2 separate regions of the Gossypium arboreum genome follow, and region 1 is linked to region 2. A link is a contact called in public Hi-C data. All regions are on one chromosome and are shown on one strand. Each heading gives the region's core, a stretch centred on a gene start, on an enhancer-like site or on the middle of the called end of the contact. The rest is flanking DNA. Distances are from core to core; before and after follow the strand shown. Region 1 has its middle 3.5 kb from the start of LOC128294151. Region 2 has its middle 9.5 kb from the start of LOC108464971.

Region 1 (6,372 bases), core at 2,138-4,637, 300 kb before region 2:
TCTGATTTATACGCTGCTCATTCGTACAATTAGGGCTCACTAATACTAGGTACATTGTATCGCGAGCTTTTTCGAATGAAAAAGCGTCATGCCGTAAACATAAGCGGGTGTTTGGTATTATTGCAGTCCTGGGCGCTTTATAGGATGCCATTCTTGGCATCAGTTACTCACCAAACATATGTCTTCCAACTCATGAATAGGTGATAAAATTTAACCATTATAACAAGAATTTTGACTTTTTTTACGAAAATTTGTTCTAACAAGTTTACTTTTTTCATAGATGGAGTTCTTCTTCGAGTATAGGGAGATCATAGACGCTTCCGATTTACCGCCAGATGATTGAAACACACGTCGAGGAAGGGGTAATTTTTACTAATATTCATTACATTTAATTACTTTAGTTATGTTATTTGACTCGTGCTACTATAATGATGTTATTAATTGTGCAGTTCATCTGGATGTCATATTACTTCCCAGACATTACGACTATTATTCCCCCATCTGCTCACATCCACTCACACTTGTGGTGCATTAACATACCCCTGCTGAATTTCTCAACAATCGAGTGGCTTTAACTCGTACACTGCATATGTATTCTGAAAAGACAAGTTACATTTTCAAATTAATTTGTGGAAGTATTAAAAACATTTAAAACATATTTTGAAACTAAATTTTACTCATTTTCACAACTAGTTTCTGCCAATCTGCATTCTTATAGTGTAATAGCCCGTTTTCAGTAAAATCAAAACAGTGGTTTCAGGACCACAAATCTGAGTTAGAAAGAAAATTTATTTTAATATTATTGCATGGTCTATATTATGGTAGGAAAGACGTATGAAAATTTCGATAAGAAAATTTTACCGATTTCATGTTTAATTATAGAAAGGACCAAATTGAATAAAATGCAAAAGTTGAGTTCTATTAGCTATAAGTATTAAATAGCTATAGAATTCAAAACTTGAAGTCCTTATATGGTAATTAGACCATTAAGAAAATTTAGTAATTACTTTTTATGATTCAACCATGGAAAATTAGAAAAGAAAAGGAATAAATTGAAATTGAAATAAATAAAAGATGATAAATAAAATAAATATCTAATATCATCAAATTATATCATCTTCTTCCCCAAATTCTATGGAAACCCTAGGAAAGAGAAAGAAAATCAAGCAAGCCTAATTGGATCCGGAAAGATCAAATAAAGAGTTAGATCGAGGAAAAGAAAAAATATCAGATTAGTAGATCTCTGTATACGAGCAAGTGACGAGGTAAGTTCGTGTAACTAAATTTGTACATTTATATGCTTAAATTGAATGTCGTGTATGACAATTATGTAGTTATCATGCATATGAAAATTGAATACATATCTGATAATGCCCAATAAATGATAAGTCCTGTTTGAATAAATGAAGTTCGATGGATAAATACATACGGAAAATTGATTATATATCTACAATACTAAATCTATAAAAAATTAAATTTCTCAATATTTTATTTTTAAAAAAATATATTGTAAGAAAAATAAAATTGGTATATACTAACCTTACAAATTCTTCAATATTTTCTCTTCTACTACAACAAAAAATTTTCCTCTTCTTTTCTTATCTTCAAAATCGTTCAAGAAAACACTGCTTAAATAAGGCTTTTTCACTGGGTGCCACCAGTCAAGGACCCTCCACTAGGTTCCGCCTTTAAAATATCCTCACTCGTGTAACCCGTATTTTTACCCAGTTTCACCTGTGTATGGACACAAAATACAAGTGTCGTCTATCCTACTCCGTCCACCATTTAAATACATTTTTTTAAATACAAATCATATGCTAATGATGGTTCCATGTTTGCACTAGAAAAAATTGTTGGTGCCGCCACCCTATTAAAAACATACCATTTTGATAAATAATGGTATTAACATACCATTTAGGTATGTAAATATTAATTTTGTATTATATACATAAAGAAACCTTTTTTCTATTTTTTTTAAAGTTTAAAATATTGTTTTATTCACGTGTTTAAAGAACTTTGATAATTAAGCAGGATTATAATAAATTAACAGAGGCCTACTGATTAGGAAGCATGTGGGTCCCAATAATTCCAATCAATGATAAAGAAAAGACTTGAAAAAGATCTGACAGTTGACAATGCTTAACTTTTTTTTTTTTATGACTCCTAAACTACATATAACCTCCACAAATTCTAAAATTTTAAATTAGAGTATATTACACGTATATTACAACAATAATATCAATTGAATTATAAGATTACTCTTGATCTTTCTGAACGATTGACAATCCTGTTCCAAATATGTAAAATAAGATGTTATCAAGATAGGCAATATATGGAACATTTTTTTCTATTAGAATTGGAATTGGTATAAATAGGTATATGCATGTTGTGATTGTATCGTTTCAGATTTATTAACATTTTAAAAATATATATTTATAGATTTCAAATGAATGAGAATAAAATATTCATTACTAAATTTCACAAACAAAAATCAATCATTTAACAATTTAAAAAAATATTAAACAATAAAATTATTCACAATAAAATCATCCTATATGAAGTGAAGCTTTTAGAAATTTTGCATTTCTTTTCTTTTCTTCCCTGATATACAAGTTGTTTACTTATTTTTATGTTGTTTAAAAGTTAAAGTCAGTAAACTTTAATGGTTAAAATTAAAGCATTTATTATTTATTAATATAAATGATAAATATATTTTATATTATTTTAATATTATTTATACATAAGTTGATACACAATATTTCGATCTGTGTGATCATAATTAGATAGAATAATAAACTAATAAAATTGATACAAACTAAAATTTTCACTACAGTGAAAAAGAGAATTGATTGTTTCTATTTTCCATTAAAACAATGTACACCAAATGATATAGTCAAAACTGATGCATAACCAACTATATTGATAGTTTAGGTTGTCATTATTTTTGTTCTCAAAATTACTGTTAATTATTTTGCTCAAACAAAAATTAAAATTTCATCCGTATATTTGTTTCAAATTAGAATTCATGCATTGTGTTATATATTAAATTAAAATTTCATTTTCAAGGAGTGTTAAAAATTTATTTGTAAGTTATAATAATTTCAATAAATTAATTATTATAAAAACTTAGATTGAATAATTAACTCAAAAGTAATTAAAATAAATTCAAACATAACATAAAATTCAAAGTCCAAAACCTTAGTATTAAAGCAAAGCATTTTTGTTAGTATAGTAGATTTAGAGGAGGAGATTTAAAGAATTTAGAAAATTGGGCCTAGCCCTTAATCTGGGCCTAAGCCAATGGGCTTAACCCCTTATACAAACAGTTTCTTCCAGGCCTCTCAAGTCTTCTGCTTCTGAACTAACTCATGTAGACCTCATCATGATCCAATTCGATTGGATTCCATCAGCTCGAATTTCATTTCATTTATAAATACTGGAATCCGTTGAATACCTCAGCTTTCGACTCCAACTTGTCCTTGTTCATCCAACCCTTACATGGTTAAAATGTTTCTTAATGTTTTATTTATATTGTTATAATATTTTCTAAATTTAAGATTTTGTAATCAAGTATATAAAAAATGTATTTATAAAAGTAAAATATATGTAGAAAATCTTATAAAATTAAGAGATTAAAAGTTAAAAATATGTAAAATAGTAACATTAGAAGAGAGATATTTTAGTAAATATATTGGAGTGAATTCTGTAAATTTGCTGGCTTCACCTTTGAAAATTTTAGTGAAATTTTTAGTTCCGTTTGATTTTAGGGAATAAAGGCTGTTTTCTTTTTCTTGAAAAATAGAAAACATTGAAAAATTTATTTATTTGAAAATTTTAAAAATAAATTTTGGGAAATGAAAATGGAACTATTTGATAATTTTAATCTTTATTTTATGTAAAACTGAAAAGTTTAAATGAATTGACTCTAGTTTTAAACCCATATAAACATTAAAAAAAATTCAATAGTATTAACTATCAAACTTGTTACCTTGGCTCAAATTCATATAAGTGCGGGATTATTTTATTTTATTTCTCAATTTCTATTATAGGAAAATAAGTACTAAACAAGTTTTTTATTTTTTAAAAAAAAGAAAATAAAATTATTTTTAAAATAAAATAAAAAGGAATTTTTATTTTCATGTTTTAAAAATGGTTTTCATTTTATTTTTTTAAAATTTGAAAAATACATTTGATAACAGAAAAAATTTGTTTTCAATAATGGAAATATAAAATACATTTTGCATATGTTTTCCATTATAGAAATATGATAAATAAATTAAAATTTTCCTAGATTTATATGGATTTGAACTAGGTAAAAGATAATATTTTAAAATTATTGAAAACAAAAATATTTTTGCATTTATATGTTTTTGAACCAGTGCCAATTCATTAATTAAATTTAAAGTTAAAAATTTTATTTTTGTTATGAATGCTATTAAGTGAATGTTCATTATAATCAACTTTTCACCTTTCATATTCCTTAACTCTTCACATTTCATTTCCTTATAACCTCTTTCCTATTTATGTATTAGAAAAATGAGGAGTCTAATCTCTCCTTATATATATATATATATATATATATATATATATATGAATATACTAGTTGTGATGATGATGATGAATAATAGAATGCAATAGAAATCCCCCTATTATCATATATATCTTTTTATATATTATTCTTGTTTTATAATATGTTATCAGCACACACGCTTAAATTAATCCAAGAGTCTTGCAATCTTCGTTAGTTTGGATCAAGGTATGTTTGCATCGTTAAAAGTTCCACTAACCCCGTAATTTGTTAAAACTTCTAACATAGCCAAATTAGTTGTAATTTATTTTGTGACTAAGTTGTTGTAATTGCTGGAGTATTGTTATGTTATGCTTGAAAGTTTGTTAAGAGACTACTTATGTTTATATTAAATTTGCATTGTAGTTGTATCATCAGTGTTGAACCTTACAAAACTTGAATTTGTGGCTTTTGATATTATTGGAAAGAACTATTTATCTTGAATGTTAGATGCTAAAATACACTTAGATGCAAAAGGTTTTGGTGAAACTATTAAGTTAATATAAGGTCAAAGCCATGATATTTCTTTTCCATCACCTCCATGGGGGACTAAAGACTGAATATTTGACTGTTAAATATCTATTTGTCCTTTGGAATAGCCAAAAAATCGTAATACTTTCTAAAGCTTGCGATGATTGGTTGCATTTGAGATTATAAGATTTTAAATTTGTGTGTGAATATAACTCAACTAAGTTTAGAATCACTTCCTAATTGAAATTATGTGGAGAGAAAATAGCTGATAAGGATATGTTAGAAAAATAATTCTTAACATTTTACGCAAATAATGTCGTCCTGCAGACAAAATATTGTGAAAAATGTTTTAATAAATATTTTTAAGTTAATATCTTGTCTTCTTGTGGCTGAACAAAATAATGAATTGTTAATGAAAAATCATGAGTCACGTCTAACTGGCTCTACTCCATTCCCTAAAGTGAATGTGACATCATATAATGGAAAGGATAAAGGTCACGCTAGTAGTCGTGGTTGAGGACATAAGTGCAATCGTAGTCATGGTTGAGGACATAAGTGCAATCGTAGTCGTGGTTGTGGTCGCGGTCAAGGACGTGGATGAGGTGGTCATTTCAGGAATACCTATCAAAAGTGGGATCATAATGATAAAAAGAATGATAAAGATATACAGGTAAAAAATTGGAATGTTTGTGCTATCGTTGTAGAGGTAAAAACCATTGGTCATGTACCTGTCATAAACCAAAGCGTCTTGTGGAACTATATCAACAATCATCAAAAGAAAAAGGGAACAAAATAGAGATAAATTTTGTTTATGAGTGTAACATCCTGCTCGGTGTAGTCCTAGTAATTCAACTATTGTTTGTCGAAGTATAGTGTTTAAAGAAAGTTCTGAGTGGGTAAGGTATTAATTGTGACTAAGCATGTAAGGTTATGAGTATGCCCTTGGGCGAAGCCTATGATAAGCGAGCTTGATGGTTTAGCGGACTCTTCTGAAGAGTATACATCACCCAGCTGTTAGACGAATATGTAAGTCCTCAGTTTGATAGAACCATTTATTATTTTATTATTTTGTTATTCTGGTTGAACAATTTGGTTAGAAAAATGGGAATTGTTAGAATAGAACTAAGTTACGTAGCTGATAAGACTTGCATTTATGATGAGAAAGAGTTTTTAGTCATAGGAATCAAGGAGGTTAGTGGGATAATCAGATTTATTCACTAAACCTAGCTTCTGTGTCTATCTGTATAAACTTGTATTAGTTTCTTGAGCAAGCTTTTACGTCTTCTCTAGTATTCACATTTTTTTCGTAAACTTTCTTTGCACTTTTCTATCAG
Region 2 (6,289 bases), core at 2,660-5,159:
TTTTCTATCTTCGGTCAACCAAGCCTTTGGCTTGAGATAATGGTGAATGATAGCTATGGATTTGTGCTTTATATGATGCTTGGATTGACTGGATGAAGTAGAATCCAATATCCCATTTATAAAACAGTACACAGTATACGATCTTAAATATTCTTTCCCTGTTTGCATGGATAATTCTACATAGACTAAACAACACCACCTTTATTTATTTATTCATTTCCTTCGAAGTAGATTTCATTGTTAATGGCATATAATTCAACTCATATAAGATGAGGGTCGGTCTGATATTGTCTTCCCAAAGTGTCACAAATAAACACTTTATTTGATTCCATATTGCCCTCTTCATTGTTTCAACCAAGTGAATACATATCTTACTTTAAATTCTATTTGTCAATTTCCTGAAACTTCTATTTTATTTCTTTTAAAAAAATTTAATTTAGATTAAATTTAGGTTAGATCTATGCATAATATCAATATCATATATTATATTTAAACTCATTAATATTTATCAAACCTAAACCTATTTAGACTCAACCAATTTTCTTTTTCTTTTTTACTTTTTTTTAAAATATATTTATGTTATTTAAAATTTAGTAATTATATATCTCATTCTATTATCATACATATTTTCTTTTATTAAATTTCTAAACAAAACAATTAACATAGTTTATAATTTTACATTGTAGTTATAATATTTTTAAATTACCTACGATATAAATGATATAATATATATATATATATATAAATATATTGTAAACTTAAAAATAAGTTAAGGCAATTAATTTTGAACTTAGAAATTTTGAAACTAATCTACTCTTATTTAAAATGGATCTAATATTTTATTTAAACCCTTTCAAATTTTGAATCAACCTTAATCAATAACTTACCCTTAATGACAGTTTGGTTAACTAGAATTGAATAGGGCTATAATGAAATAGATCGTAATGGAATAGAGTTATAATTAGTAGTTCAATTGTTTAGTTGAAGAGATTGGAATAAAAGTGTAATAGTATTCTTTTATTTGGTTAAATGAAATAGATGTCATAATAACATAAAAAAGAAAACTAAAATGAGTATAGTACCCTTAGCGAAATTTTTTAGATAAATGATTATTTTATTATTATATTTTAATAGTATTATTATTAAATATAATTTAATAAAAACAATAATATATAATTTAATAATATTTTTAAAATAGTTTATTTTATATTTTTATATTTTTTAGTTCAAGTTTTAAAGAACTAATCTAAGAATTAATGTTGTTTTGTTATTTAAGGTTGCATGGAATAACCATTCTTTGATGATACCAAAAATTCAAAAAGTAACTATTACACAAAGATAAATAATAAAATAATAATAATTATTCTACTAAATGAGTATTATATTCAACTAAATGAATAAATATTTTATCATTTAATGAATAAGGTTTCATTCCCTCTAACCTCTAACCAAATATCGTGTAAGTGTACTTGTAACGCAAAACCCTTGATTGATATGCTGTTGTCCTGAAGGAACTGGACAATGCAAGATAGGTTGAAATCGATGCCACGTAATAGGAATTTGATTCTCTTCTTTTTCTTCTATATTTTTAACTAAAATATATGAAAATTTGATATTTAATTTTCTTGCTTTTATAATGTATTAATTAGTTTAAATTATTAACACGTTCAAATTATTTTTGTTAAGGTAATGTAATGGGTTTTTTTTCAAAAATAAAAGTACTCTAAGAATTTGATTGCCATATAATTTTACTTTTTTACATTAAGTTGTTCGATTAAATTTAAAAAAATTAGCACTATATTGCTCAATATTCAACGGTACTGTTAAAATCTTGAATTAATTATACGAGAATTAAATTATAAAGACCAAAGTTAAAATTTGACCAGAGTTTACATATTATTGTGATAAAATAATATTCTCACTATATATGTAGTGAATTACTGGAAGGACTCAATTATACATAAACTAGGAAACAAATATTTTGATTATATAACTTCACTTTGCTCAAGATATATATAATTCAAACAGATAGTTTCACTCCATTAGCCATATAGGCAGACATTCTATTCCATGTCCTTGAATTTCCAAACATATATAACTGGATTAGCATTGAAAAATAAAAAAGCTTGGATAAGAAGCCAATCAGGTTCCATATGCTAAAATACAATAATTTGATACACTGTCACTGCCACCTATTGTATTTCCCCTCTATTCAAGTTGGTCTCAAACATAGCAGTCTTTTAAGTCCATAAATCATTGATTTTATTGTGAAATAAAAAAAAGGTGGAAGTAAGATATATAGTCAGATGCCATGTATAAACTCCACTATGGACCAAGGTCCACAACAATATAGCCAATGAAGAAGTAATAATAGTGTTTGTTCACAATGATTTGGGGTTTGAAGTTTCCACAATGGCTATTGATAATGGCTCATCTTTCAGGTTTTATGGGGCCAGCTTTATTCTGTTTGATTTTTATGAGAAAAAAGCATATTCCCAGAATTGGAATCCCTTTCTTTCTTGATTTGATACCAACCCCATCATCTTCTTTTCTTTGCAGTCAAGTCATTAATTGCCAACTTGTTATTGTTCGAACCTGCAAAAAATTTCTAGTGCTGGATGAATTGGACCCGTCTCTTGTGTTGTACGAATGATAATTCTTGAATTCTATGGCAATTAACTGTAATTTTGAAGTTCTATCTGTTGTGTTTAGTAAGGATAGTTTGCAATCAACTTCACGGTTTTGTTCTTTCGAAAAACACGTCTTTAGCTATATAAAATTATAAGTACGTCCAATTATTGACTAGTCAACGTGGGGTCGTTTTCCTTCCTCAACATGTTATTCAAAATTAGTAATCAATCCATAAGTTTGTTGCTTCAAATTGGGGTTTCATTAACAAGATCATAAATAGGAGAGCATTGTTGTTGGGAAAATAAACTTCGTTTAGAAAAGCTTGATTGAAAACGAAGTATGTTTGAAAAAAATGTGGTTTACCGATTTATAAGCGTTTGTCCATTACTTTGAAATGTGGGATCAAAAATTGAAATGTAAAACAAGTACATATTTAAAATAATAAATAACATTAAAAATATAAGGATAATTAAGTTGTTTTATCTAAATTCAAACTTCCAAATGCTAAAAAACAAGAGGCAAAATCAAAAAAATTTTCTATAAATAAATGATTGATCATAAAATATGTTTCATTTCCCTAAACAAAAATTAAATTTCCAATCATATGATTAAAAGATGATGTAAGCAACTAATACTCTGGTTAACTATGATTTTAATGTTTTTATTGGGTTAGCATTACTTTTTCTGTGAAGAAACAGCTTTTGATCTCAAAAACCATGTTGGACCGTAATGCTAAACGGAGCCTATTGGAAGCTTTGTTGGCAATGGATATATATTTTCAGGTTTTTCATTTTACTGAGGTAACTGAACAGGTCCTAAAGTAGGCAGATTTTCACTCCACCATCACACTCATTCCATTAAAAAGCAGGCTGAACTTTACCCATTTCCATTTGATTAACAAATGCCACAAGTTCCTGTATTCTTTAAAATTTAGAATTTAGTTACTGTATTTTTTATTTTTATGAATTTAGTCCTTATAAATTTTAGATTTTAAAATTTAGGTTTAATTGTTAATAATGTTAAATTTTTTGGTGTGATATTTTGAAATTAAAAATATATATATTGTAATTTTCCAGTCAATTTTTTTTGGTGAAGTGATAGGAATTTCCCTTGTGAACAACATACTTGAAAGGCCTATTGCTTAGAATTCACATATGATTAAAAAAAAGAAGAAGAAATGTGCATTTACAAGATAGATGTTGATGTATCTATGTTAAACTGAGAGCTGGCAATTGATGGTGCAGTTTGGCATTTACATCATCAACTTGTTGCAGCATTTTTGGCCTATACCCTTCTTATCCTAATACCCAGGAAAAGAGATATATACATAATTGTCCATGTCTAAAGGACAAAACAGGCAAGAAAGATCACAAAACCTGTTGTTTGTTTCTTCACAAGACAAGTTGTGTGAAGTGATGGGTGATTTTGGAGGTTGCAATTTTCAAACAACACACAGTTATTAATTTAAGATCACTCACTGAATCCAATATTTTTCATGCATTTGAGGCAAATATGAGATTCTTATTTTATAGCTTATTTTCACCAAACATCCTCAAGCATCACTTGAAATTTAAATTCATCCCTAAATTTTAATGCATTCTAATTGACCCCTCAAAATATTAGTATTATATCAATCAAGTCTTCTCTTTAGTTTAGTTGTCAATTTAGGCATTTATGTGAATTTTAATATGATTTAAAGTATATTTGAAACGTATGGATCAAACTCCAAACATGTGTATATCTAATACATGAATAGCTTACATCAAAATTGTTCAAAAACAAAAGTGAGAATAATTTTTTTTAATTAGACCTAAGCTATCTATGCAGTTTTTATATATTTGTTTACAATTTGATTCATGTATTTTAAATATACTCCATGTTATATTTAAATTAATACTTAATACTCAAACTAATGACTAAATTGATAAATTGATTTAATTGTTACACTATTAATACTTAGAAAAGTTGAAATAAAACATCCAAAAACTAATTTAAATGGGGATGATAGTTATACTACCATTAACCTTGAAGTCAATTAAACCTTTGTCTTTGAATGGCTCTTTTGGTTATAATGGACTGAGTTTAGAGCATAATTGCAATCAATAAAATAATACGACTTTCCCAAACCTTGGAATGATTATTTAGCTCAAATTTTGTTTCTTGTTGGTTTAAAGTTGATTGACTTTTCACAAACTTTTGGGTTAGTTGTATAGGATTGAGTTTCAACAAATGATTAAGAATTAGAACCCAAACTCCAAGGTAGAAAATTTTCATCATTCTTCTAACTAAGCCCTAAACTTTTATAAGTGAATTAATCGGTTCTCACCTTGTTACCTTAATCATTCACTAATTTACTATACTTATCAACCACCCCCTATTCACACCAAGTAATGATGGCACTGAGGTGGTAGCTAAGGCCTAAGTTGGGTTCGTTAATCCAATTTAAATTAAATAATATCAATATCTTTTATTTAAATGTAAAATATGTAAATATTAATATAAAAATAATTTATAACATTTTATAATAAATGAAGGCCTATATTTTCCTAAAAGTGTTGAGAGTGGGTATTTGTTACGAAGTGTCTCATTCCTTAGAGTTATTATTCTTGAGATGCCTATACTCGATTTTAGTTTCGGGGTTTTATCTCTTTACTCCGGATAGAGCTCAAAGGGGTTCATGGAGCTTTTACAATAACGCCTAGGTTTACTAAGGAAATGTTTTATCATTTTAGCCTTGGTGGGGTTCAAACGCTTTTCTTTAAAGGGTCTATTGGAACCCACCCATTGTTTGAAAAGTCAAAAAGGGTGGGCACCGAAAGTAGAAAGTAAGATTGGTTGGCAAGTTGGGTTAAAAGTTAGCATTGGATAATTGCAATTTTGGTCCCTAATTGTATAGGGACATTGCAAGTTGATCCTTAAAACTCAACTATAAATAGGCCTAACCATTTCTTACTTTCTACATCCCATAATTGCCATTCTCTACTTAAGGCATTATTCTCTCTCCCTATTTGTAAATTTCACTTGTAATTTTTGGAGTGAAATATATTTGGTAGTACCCGAAGACGTAGGCAAAATTTGCTGAACCTCGTTAAAATTCTGGTGTTCTTTATTATTTATTTTGCATATTTTGTGAATGTGATTGTAGTAATTTATTGTGCTATTAAATTACGATAGAGGGACATTCTGGCTAGGAAAGACTTGGTATTTAAATGATCTTCGTGATCTACCTCTCTTTCCTGGGAATTGAACTTAGTGTGATTTTTCAGTACAATATTTTTACTCTTTCACACGCTTCCGCACAACAATTGGTATCAGAGCCAGGTTCGTACTTGGGGAATATGACCGTTTACGATACTATTCACGTATACGATACTATTCACGTATATGGTACTATTTACGTATACGACACTATTCACGTATACAGTACTATTCACATATACAGTAGTTGGGATTGAGGAGAAAAATGGCAGCAGTATCGTCATCAGCAAAGACTATTGTGACAAATGCAAAATTTGAAGTAGAGAAATTTGACGGTACCAATAATTTTGGTATGTGGCAATGTGAGATCCTGGATGTCTTATGTCAGTAAGAGCTAGATATAGCCCTTGAAGAAAAACTTGACAAGATGGATGACAAGGAGTGGGCCAAGATCAATAGA

Evidence for each region. A called contact is a pair of places that touch in the nucleus more often than the background predicts.
Region 1: a Hi-C map of leaf shows a contact between it and region 2, with 2.0 times the contacts expected there. The contact joins two enhancer-like sites. A contact is called at or near these places in 2 of 5 Hi-C or Micro-C datasets (both in leaf).

Annotation. Positions count from the first base shown.
Region 1 is chr6:114,147,501-114,153,872 of ASM2569848v2, reverse strand. No RefSeq gene overlaps it. Among protein-coding and RNA genes, the nearest start is that of LOC128294151, 3.5 kb to the left of the region's middle. Within about 2 kb of position 3,387, at least 1 of the 2 cell types and tissues checked has an H3K27ac peak or open chromatin away from gene starts, as enhancers often do. A contact at or near this core is called in leaf, where this site is marked.
Region 2 is chr6:113,852,466-113,858,754 of ASM2569848v2, reverse strand. No RefSeq gene overlaps it. Among protein-coding and RNA genes, the nearest start is that of LOC108464971, 9.5 kb to the right of the region's middle. Within about 2 kb of position 3,909, at least 1 of the 2 cell types and tissues checked has an H3K27ac peak or open chromatin away from gene starts, as enhancers often do. A contact at or near this core is called in leaf, where this site is marked.